2 separate regions of the Mus musculus genome follow, and region 2 is linked to region 1. The links are chromatin contacts, called in public HiChIP or PLAC-seq maps. All regions are on one chromosome and are shown on one strand. Each heading gives the region's core, a stretch centred on a gene start, on an enhancer-like site or on the middle of the called end of the contact. The rest is flanking DNA. Distances are from core to core; before and after follow the strand shown. Region 1 overlaps Macroh2a1 (macroH2A.1 histone). Region 2 holds the start of Neurog1 (neurogenin 1).

Evidence for each region. HiChIP or PLAC-seq counts read pairs in DNA pulled down with a chosen protein or histone mark.
Region 2: a contact with region 1 is called in an H3K27ac HiChIP or PLAC-seq map of embryonic stem cells, with 6 read pairs. The contact joins the promoter of Neurog1 here to the enhancer-like site in region 1. A contact is called at or near these places in 1 of 39 promoter capture datasets (pre-B cells), 4 of 484 Hi-C or Micro-C datasets (B cells, embryonic stem cells, large pre-B cells and 1 more), 2 of 115 datasets of contacts at active chromatin or transcription factors (both in embryonic stem cells) and 1 of 9 other capture datasets (liver).

What each region holds. Positions count from the first base shown.
Region 1 is chr13:56,111,063-56,114,305 of GRCm38.p6, forward strand. The region is part of intron 2 of Macroh2a1 (macroH2A.1 histone); the gene reads right to left. Gm31485 (a long non-coding RNA gene) reads right to left here. Exons shown (of 2, transcript XR_382468.4): 1 at 673-3,243; 2 at 1-351. Among named protein-coding and RNA genes, the nearest start is that of Gm31485, 8.4 kb to the right of the region's middle. Within about 2 kb of position 1,614, at least 75 of the 459 cell types and tissues checked have an H3K27ac peak or open chromatin away from gene starts, as enhancers often do. A contact at or near this core is called in embryonic stem cells and liver, where this site is marked.
Region 2 is chr13:56,250,389-56,253,631 of GRCm38.p6, forward strand. Neurog1 (neurogenin 1) reads right to left here and starts at 1,792. Exons shown (of 1, transcript NM_010896.3): 1 at 90-1,792. The coding sequence starts at 1,544. The coding sequence ends at 810.

The DNA of each region.
Region 1 (3,243 bases), core at 364-2,863:
AGGACTGGCCAGGTGGCCATGTCTCCTCAGGGCCCAGAGGTCCCAGCCTTATTGAAACTTGATGGCTTTAGAGCGACGTGACGAGGCTCCCACGGCCTTGTTGCCTTTGCCGGCTGGCCAAGGTTTAGAACCTGGCCCTTCCCCCTCCCCACAATGCAGCATCTTGAACTGAAGCAACTGTGCTGCATGGGAGCATTCCGTCCACCTTCCTTTAGGGAGATGAAGTCATGGCTTGCAGAATTAGACTCTAACAGTTAACAGGTGATGCGGTGAGGTCGAGCCAAACTCCAAACACAGCCTCGCGATAGGAAAGAATCTTGGGCTTTTCCAGAACTGTCTGAAGCATCTTGTCTAACGAAAGAGTAATTGGAAGTAACAATCAGGGATCAAAGAAAGCAAATGTTCACGTAATCCCAAAGAGAGTACAGATACCTGCTACGGAGCCAACAGCAAGACAGGGAAATCTGTTTATTGTATTCCTTTTGATTCCTCCCCCCTCCGCTGACTTCACTAGGTTCAGAGCTGGGACACCGTTCCGGAAGGCCTTAACCCAATCAACCCCAATTGGAGGGCGACTGCTAAGAACTTCCTGTGTCCTGACCACACCTTGGTCCCCCTCTGATTCCCTCAGGGGCCTGGAGTCCACCACAGACTCTACTGCCCCCTCCCTACCTTGGGGCAGGGAGGATGTGGAGACTGTAGCCTGCAGAGCTATCCCTTGCTGGAGCTCTGCCACGGTGAGGCTCCCTGCTGCTGGCCTGTCCCAGAGCCCACTCCTGCCCTGCCCTGGGCTTGGGGCATTCTGTGGAGTAAAGGCTGTGCAGGCACTAGACAGTCTTCAGGGGCAAGCCACTCTTCTGCTTCCTGCAAGGCCGCCCAAGCCAATCCCTGCTCTCTTGGCTCCGTGATCCAGGCGGCGTCTAGCCCAGTCCCACAAAGACTACCAACGAGACAGATGCACAGCCTAACTTGGGAGTCTCTAAAATCCATTCCATTGGACAAGGAGAGTAAAGTCAGAGTAAAGATATTTGACACGCACGCTAACGGAAGAGCGACACATGTATTGTTGGCTAGCCTCACCTCGCTGTTACCCACTGCCGATCTCCGTGCTCCAGTAGATCCTCCCCCAGGAAGCCCTCCTTTGCCTTTGCACCCGTGAGCTTCCAGCACCTCCAGCTGGACTAAGGCAAAGGGTGGCAGCCATGAGGGCAAACGCACCACGGGAGGCCCTGGGCCCGGAGGTTTGAACCTTAGCTCCTGATATTTGCTGTGGCCGAGACAACGCCAAGCCTCGGTTTCCCATTCTGTCAAACTGTTTGTAAAGGCTGAGTTACTAAGTAAAATGCCTAGTAAATGCAAGCTACTGCTTACTACAATGCCCTTATTGGGGGTAGGGGGACGAGACAGCGGCAGCACAGCCTTGAACACCAGGGTTCCTTCCATCTAAGGAACCAGATGAATAGGTGTGCATGGGAATCAAAAGCAAGAGAAAGGCACAGAAACCCTGGTGCCTCCTCCCTGCAGTTTCTCCTTTTCTGTTACACTTAACAGTTTACATATGTTTGAAAAATGCACTTGAACTCCATTAACCTCAGTCCTGCCAGACCCGCCTTGACAGAACGCAGCACCCCAGGCAGCCACAGGCAGCCTTGCTGCTAACTCTGCCTTAGGATGGGCTCTGGGACTTTCATCTGACCCCAGCAGGGGGCCCGTGGCCCCGGGAGAACCAGAGCCAGCTGCTGAGGCTACAGAACTCTGAGGAGGAAGAGGAGGACAGGGAGGTGGCCTCAGGAAGCCTGTGCAGCCCAGCCTTGGGGGCCCTCTGCACCCCCAACTGGTCACCTTCAAGGTCTCTCAATCAGTTTACAAGGAGATGGTTAATGTGCATGTTTGTTTTAGTATGGAAGGCCACAGCCATTTGTTCTTAATTCAGCCCAGGAAGGGTGAAGAATCAGATGTCTGCCGAAATGAAATGACTTAGAGACTAAAATGTAAAGAGGGAGCTGGTTTCAAAAGCTCCCGCTTGGCACCACTTCCCAGATGGACTTCTAGAGGGAAACTAGGCACAGCAGCGAGCTGTGCATGCTGTGGGGGCGGCGCTTTGACATGAGCTCACACAGGCGGCACGGCAGTGGGGAGCCAGGGAAACCTGGGAAGACATCTAAACAAGAGCGAGCAATCGCAAAACACGCTGCTCCACGCTGTCCAGGGCTTAGATGTGGCCTCGCAGATGGTGCAGCCTCCCCACAGCAAGGCACACGGAACTTCAGGTTGCCCTCCACAGCAAGAGTGTTTCTAGGGGTAACAGAAGGAGCAGACTGCTGCAAAAGGAGGGACCCCAAGCAGGGCCGCAGCTTCTGGGGACACTGTCTGAGAATTTGCACAAGCTCTACACACACCCAGAACTCCGTTCTACACCCCCTTCTTTGAGGGGCCAAATGGGCATTGGTCCAGAAGTCTCCTACTGTCCTCTCCCTTCCCAGAACCCCGAGCAACACAACCTTACACCCCGGTTTGGGCAAGCCTTCCAGCTCTGTGGCCTATGCAGCTCCTCCTGCAGCTCTTGGCTGCACGGTCGCTCCCCAGCAATGTGCTTGTTCCGTGTCTGCCGGCACTGGCCAGGTCCTCCTGAAACCCCAGCACAGGTCACCCAAGGACCAGCCCCTCCTTGGCCACACCCTTTCCCACACATGCTCTGGACTTCCCTTACCCTTGGCCTCGTGCCTGTCTGTCATCCTGCAGTCTGCAGCCCAGACAGATCCCGGGCACACACTGGTAGTTTCCCGGGACTGCCCTGGAGCCTGTCCCGCCAGGCTGGGGCTTCACTAGCAAAGTCTGGGCGTACACTAGTCATCCTGAGGTGCCTGCCCAGGGGCGGCCTGGAACAAGGAGGTACAGAGTGGACTAACGGTCCTGGGCGCCAGTGCTCTTTACCTGCTGAGAATTCCGACCCAGCAGAGCCTGTGGAGGAGCCGCCCTGTGGGGAGCTGAGTTACCTGTGCTGAGCAGCTCTGGAAGCGTTTCGGGTGAGTTGTGGATTCAGTGAACTGCCCAATGGAAAACATTTCACTGGTACCTGGCACAGAGTTAAGTGCTCAACAAACATAAACTGCTCCATGCTCAAAAGCACTTGCCTGACACTCTCAAAATATCACCACAGACCAGGCTCTGAGTCTGGACTAAAGACCACCGAGGCCTAAGGGAGGGATGGGAGGGCCGGGAAAATGTTGCTGCCTTGAGTAA
Region 2 (3,243 bases), core at 542-3,041, 140 kb after region 1:
GATAATATTTCACTTTACAGGTGGAGCTGCCAAGGGGATGAGGGAAAGCCCCAGAGACACCGCTACTAGGCAAGGAAACGGGTGACTACTTTTTTTTCCCTTATTTTTTTTTATTTACACGAAGCATCTGCAGTACAAAAATGTAAACTTTGATAGCTCATAATAATAGAATAAATTCTTTATGTACAAAAATACATTTTCATATGAATGAAGCATCCTGAATAAATTAAAGTACCCTCCAGTCCAGTGCCTGAATAGCTATGCTAGCACTCAGGTTCTTCCTGGAGCAAGCCCACAGTGGCGGGGGTCGGGATCCATAATGCATGAAGCCCACTCCTTGTGGCTCCTTTTTAAGCCTTGCCATTGTATTGTCAGCCGGCTCAAACCGAATTTTCATGCTCGTTTTTCTTCATTAGAGTTCTACAAATTGTAAAATTGACTTTTCACCTCGTCTTCAGGGGCTCATCTGTCCCTTTTCCAAACCACACTGAAGTGGTGGCTGGGGTCAGTTCTGAGCCAGTCACAAAGAAGGTTTTGTGAAGTTCAGAAAGTGCAACAAAAACGAAAGGCCGTCTGGGGGCGGGCGGGGGGGGGGGGAGGCCGTGCTGGGGGTGGAGAAATAGACCGAGGGCAGCTTCAGCGAGGGTGCAGCAACCTAACAAGTGGTCAGGTATTCCCCCTCCCCCCTTTAAAGCTCCCAGAATTCACTTGGGGGTAAGTGTGGCCCCCGGAGGCTTCAGCCAGTTCCCCATCTATTATTGCTCTTAGACTGGGGGAGGAAGAAAGTATTGATGTTGCCTTACAAAGGCCTAGTGGTATGGGATGAAACAGGGCGTCGTGTGGAGCAGGTCTTTGGGCAGGCCAGGAAAGGAGAAAAGGGGATCGCCCGGGCCATAGGTGAAGTCTTCTGAAGCCGAGGGACTACTGGGGTCAGAGAGTGGTGATGCCACAGTGGCGCAGGGGGAGGCAGCGGCCCCGGAACCCCAGGACTCAGTGTCGCTGGCCGGGCTCGGGGGCCCGGGCAGACAGGGGACACACTGCGGAGGCAGGAGGCGCTCCCGGGCACTGCCCCCGGGGAGCCCTTGATCTGCCAGGCGCAGTGTCTCAGCCAGGGCCCAGATGTAGTTGTAGGCGAAGCGCAGCGTCTCAATCTTGGTGAGCTTGGTGTCGTCGGGGAACGAGGGCAGCACGCTGCGCAAGGCGTCCAGCGCAGCGTTGAGGTTGTGCATGCGGTTGCGCTCGCGATCGTTGGCTTTGACGCGACGACTCCTCCGCAGGGAGTGCAGCAGAGCCTCGGACCGCACCCGAGCGCGACCTCGCCGCCTCCGCCGTTCCTGCTCTTCGTCCTGGGCACCGGGAACATTCGATGCCCCGGAGAGGGCGGGAGCGCTCCTCCGGGCTGGCACGGACAGCCCCGAGGTGGAGGCTAGGGGCTGTAGCCTGGCACAGTCCTCCTCGTCGGTGAGGAAGCTGGACAGGTCGCTGCTGCTGTTGCTGCTGGAGCAGTCGAGATCAGAGATGCAGGTCTCCAAAGGGGCAGGCATCTTGCAGTGTGCAGGACCGACAGACGGACAGGAGGTTTGGAGGTCGGCCTTCGAAGCGCACTTACTGTCCGTACGACCCGGGGCTAGCCTGTGCCTGCTGCAGGCGCGAGGGCCGGGAAGATCGCAGGGGCTCAGGGAGTGAATGGGCTTGGCCCTCCTCGCCTCGCCTGCAGGGGCCACGCGCCGGGCTGGTCTCCTGAGTGATGTCGCCGGCGATCAGATCAGCTCCTGTGAGCACCAAGTGTGGCACACGACCGGCCTCAGGACCCCTTAAGTACGGCGCGCAACAATGGGCGCCCCCTCCCTGGCCACCTCCGCCCCCGAGGCGGCGCGGGTGAATGGCGAGAGGCGGCAGGTCAGCCCCGTGCGGCGCCTGCTATTTGCATAATTTATGCTCGCGGGAGGCCGCCCCCGCCCAGCCCCCCTCCTGGAGCGTGCCCGTAATTACCGCCGGCCAATCGGTGGCCCGGCCTGCTCCGGGAGCCGGATCAAGCGAGGGAGGCCGGGGCGTCTCTGGCCGGGAAACCCGGGCGAAGGCGGGGGCCGGGGGCGATTAGCGGCGGGCCGAGGCACACTCCTCCCAGGGGCGCGCGGGTGTCCCTCGCTGGGGTGGATGGGGAGGAGGAGCCCTGGCAGAAAGTGTGAGCTCTGTGGCGGGTGATGGAGAGCTGGGGCTGAGGCTGGAGGCTGGGTTCGCATCCCTTTGCCTGCTACTGAGTTCGCATCCCTTTGCCTGCTACTGATTGACTATTCGCATCTAAACAGACAGGACCAGTAAACAGTTACACGTCTTGAGGAGGGATAGATGTCCCTGCTCCGCCAAGGTTAATGAAGAAGACAGCAAGAGAAAGATCTAAAGATCCAATGAGTTCCCAGACTGAGCTGGGGCTTGACCCCACTCTGCCCCTGCCCGCGTACCCCTCCTCAAAGACTCACGAGGTAATATGGGGGTGTGCAGACCCCCTCTTCTCCTGAAATCTTGCTCTCTCCATTTCCAAGCATCCTCTTGTGCCGCACGTTTTGGAATGGTGCCAGCCTCAGGGGCTCACCCCAGTGCCAGCTGGCTAAGGGACTTAGCTTCTGGCCAGGAGAGAGATGTCCCACAGAAGGCAGCAAGCACACAGTGGAATTCCGTCCCCATCCCTTCTGCCAATTTGCCTATAAACTTGCCTAGTCCAGAGAAATGTCCTCATTCTGTGGGTCGAGTCATTTTCCTGTTTGCCGGACAGCAATAGAGGCTCAGGCAGCCTCTCAAATGCACCTGAGAGGAGTTATTTATTAAGGAGCAAACCTGGATCGTGGAGTCAGGTATTAAAAACAAAAGGAACACCCTAGAGGCGCCCCCCCCCCCTTTCCATGATATCTGAGTGGTGGCCTCAGGCCCAGTGCAATGCCTAGCCTGCTGTCTTCAAAGGGGCTCTGTCCAGGACACCTGCGCCTTGGTAGAGAAAGCACAGCCTCTTTGCCTATGCCTAGCTCTTGCCCCGTGGCTCCTTCCCTCTGTAGCAGCTCTTGGGCAGAAAGCTAGGACACAGTTACAGATTAGGGCTTGAGGAGGTTTGTAAAAAGTGGCAGGAAATGGCTGTAATCAGATTATGCAAGAAAAAGTAATTGTTGACAGATCCTTGGGCATCCCAGGAGCCCAAGGGCTGCTGGGAGTTGTGCAATGGTAGCTCTGCCTCTTTCTGTCCCTGTGACA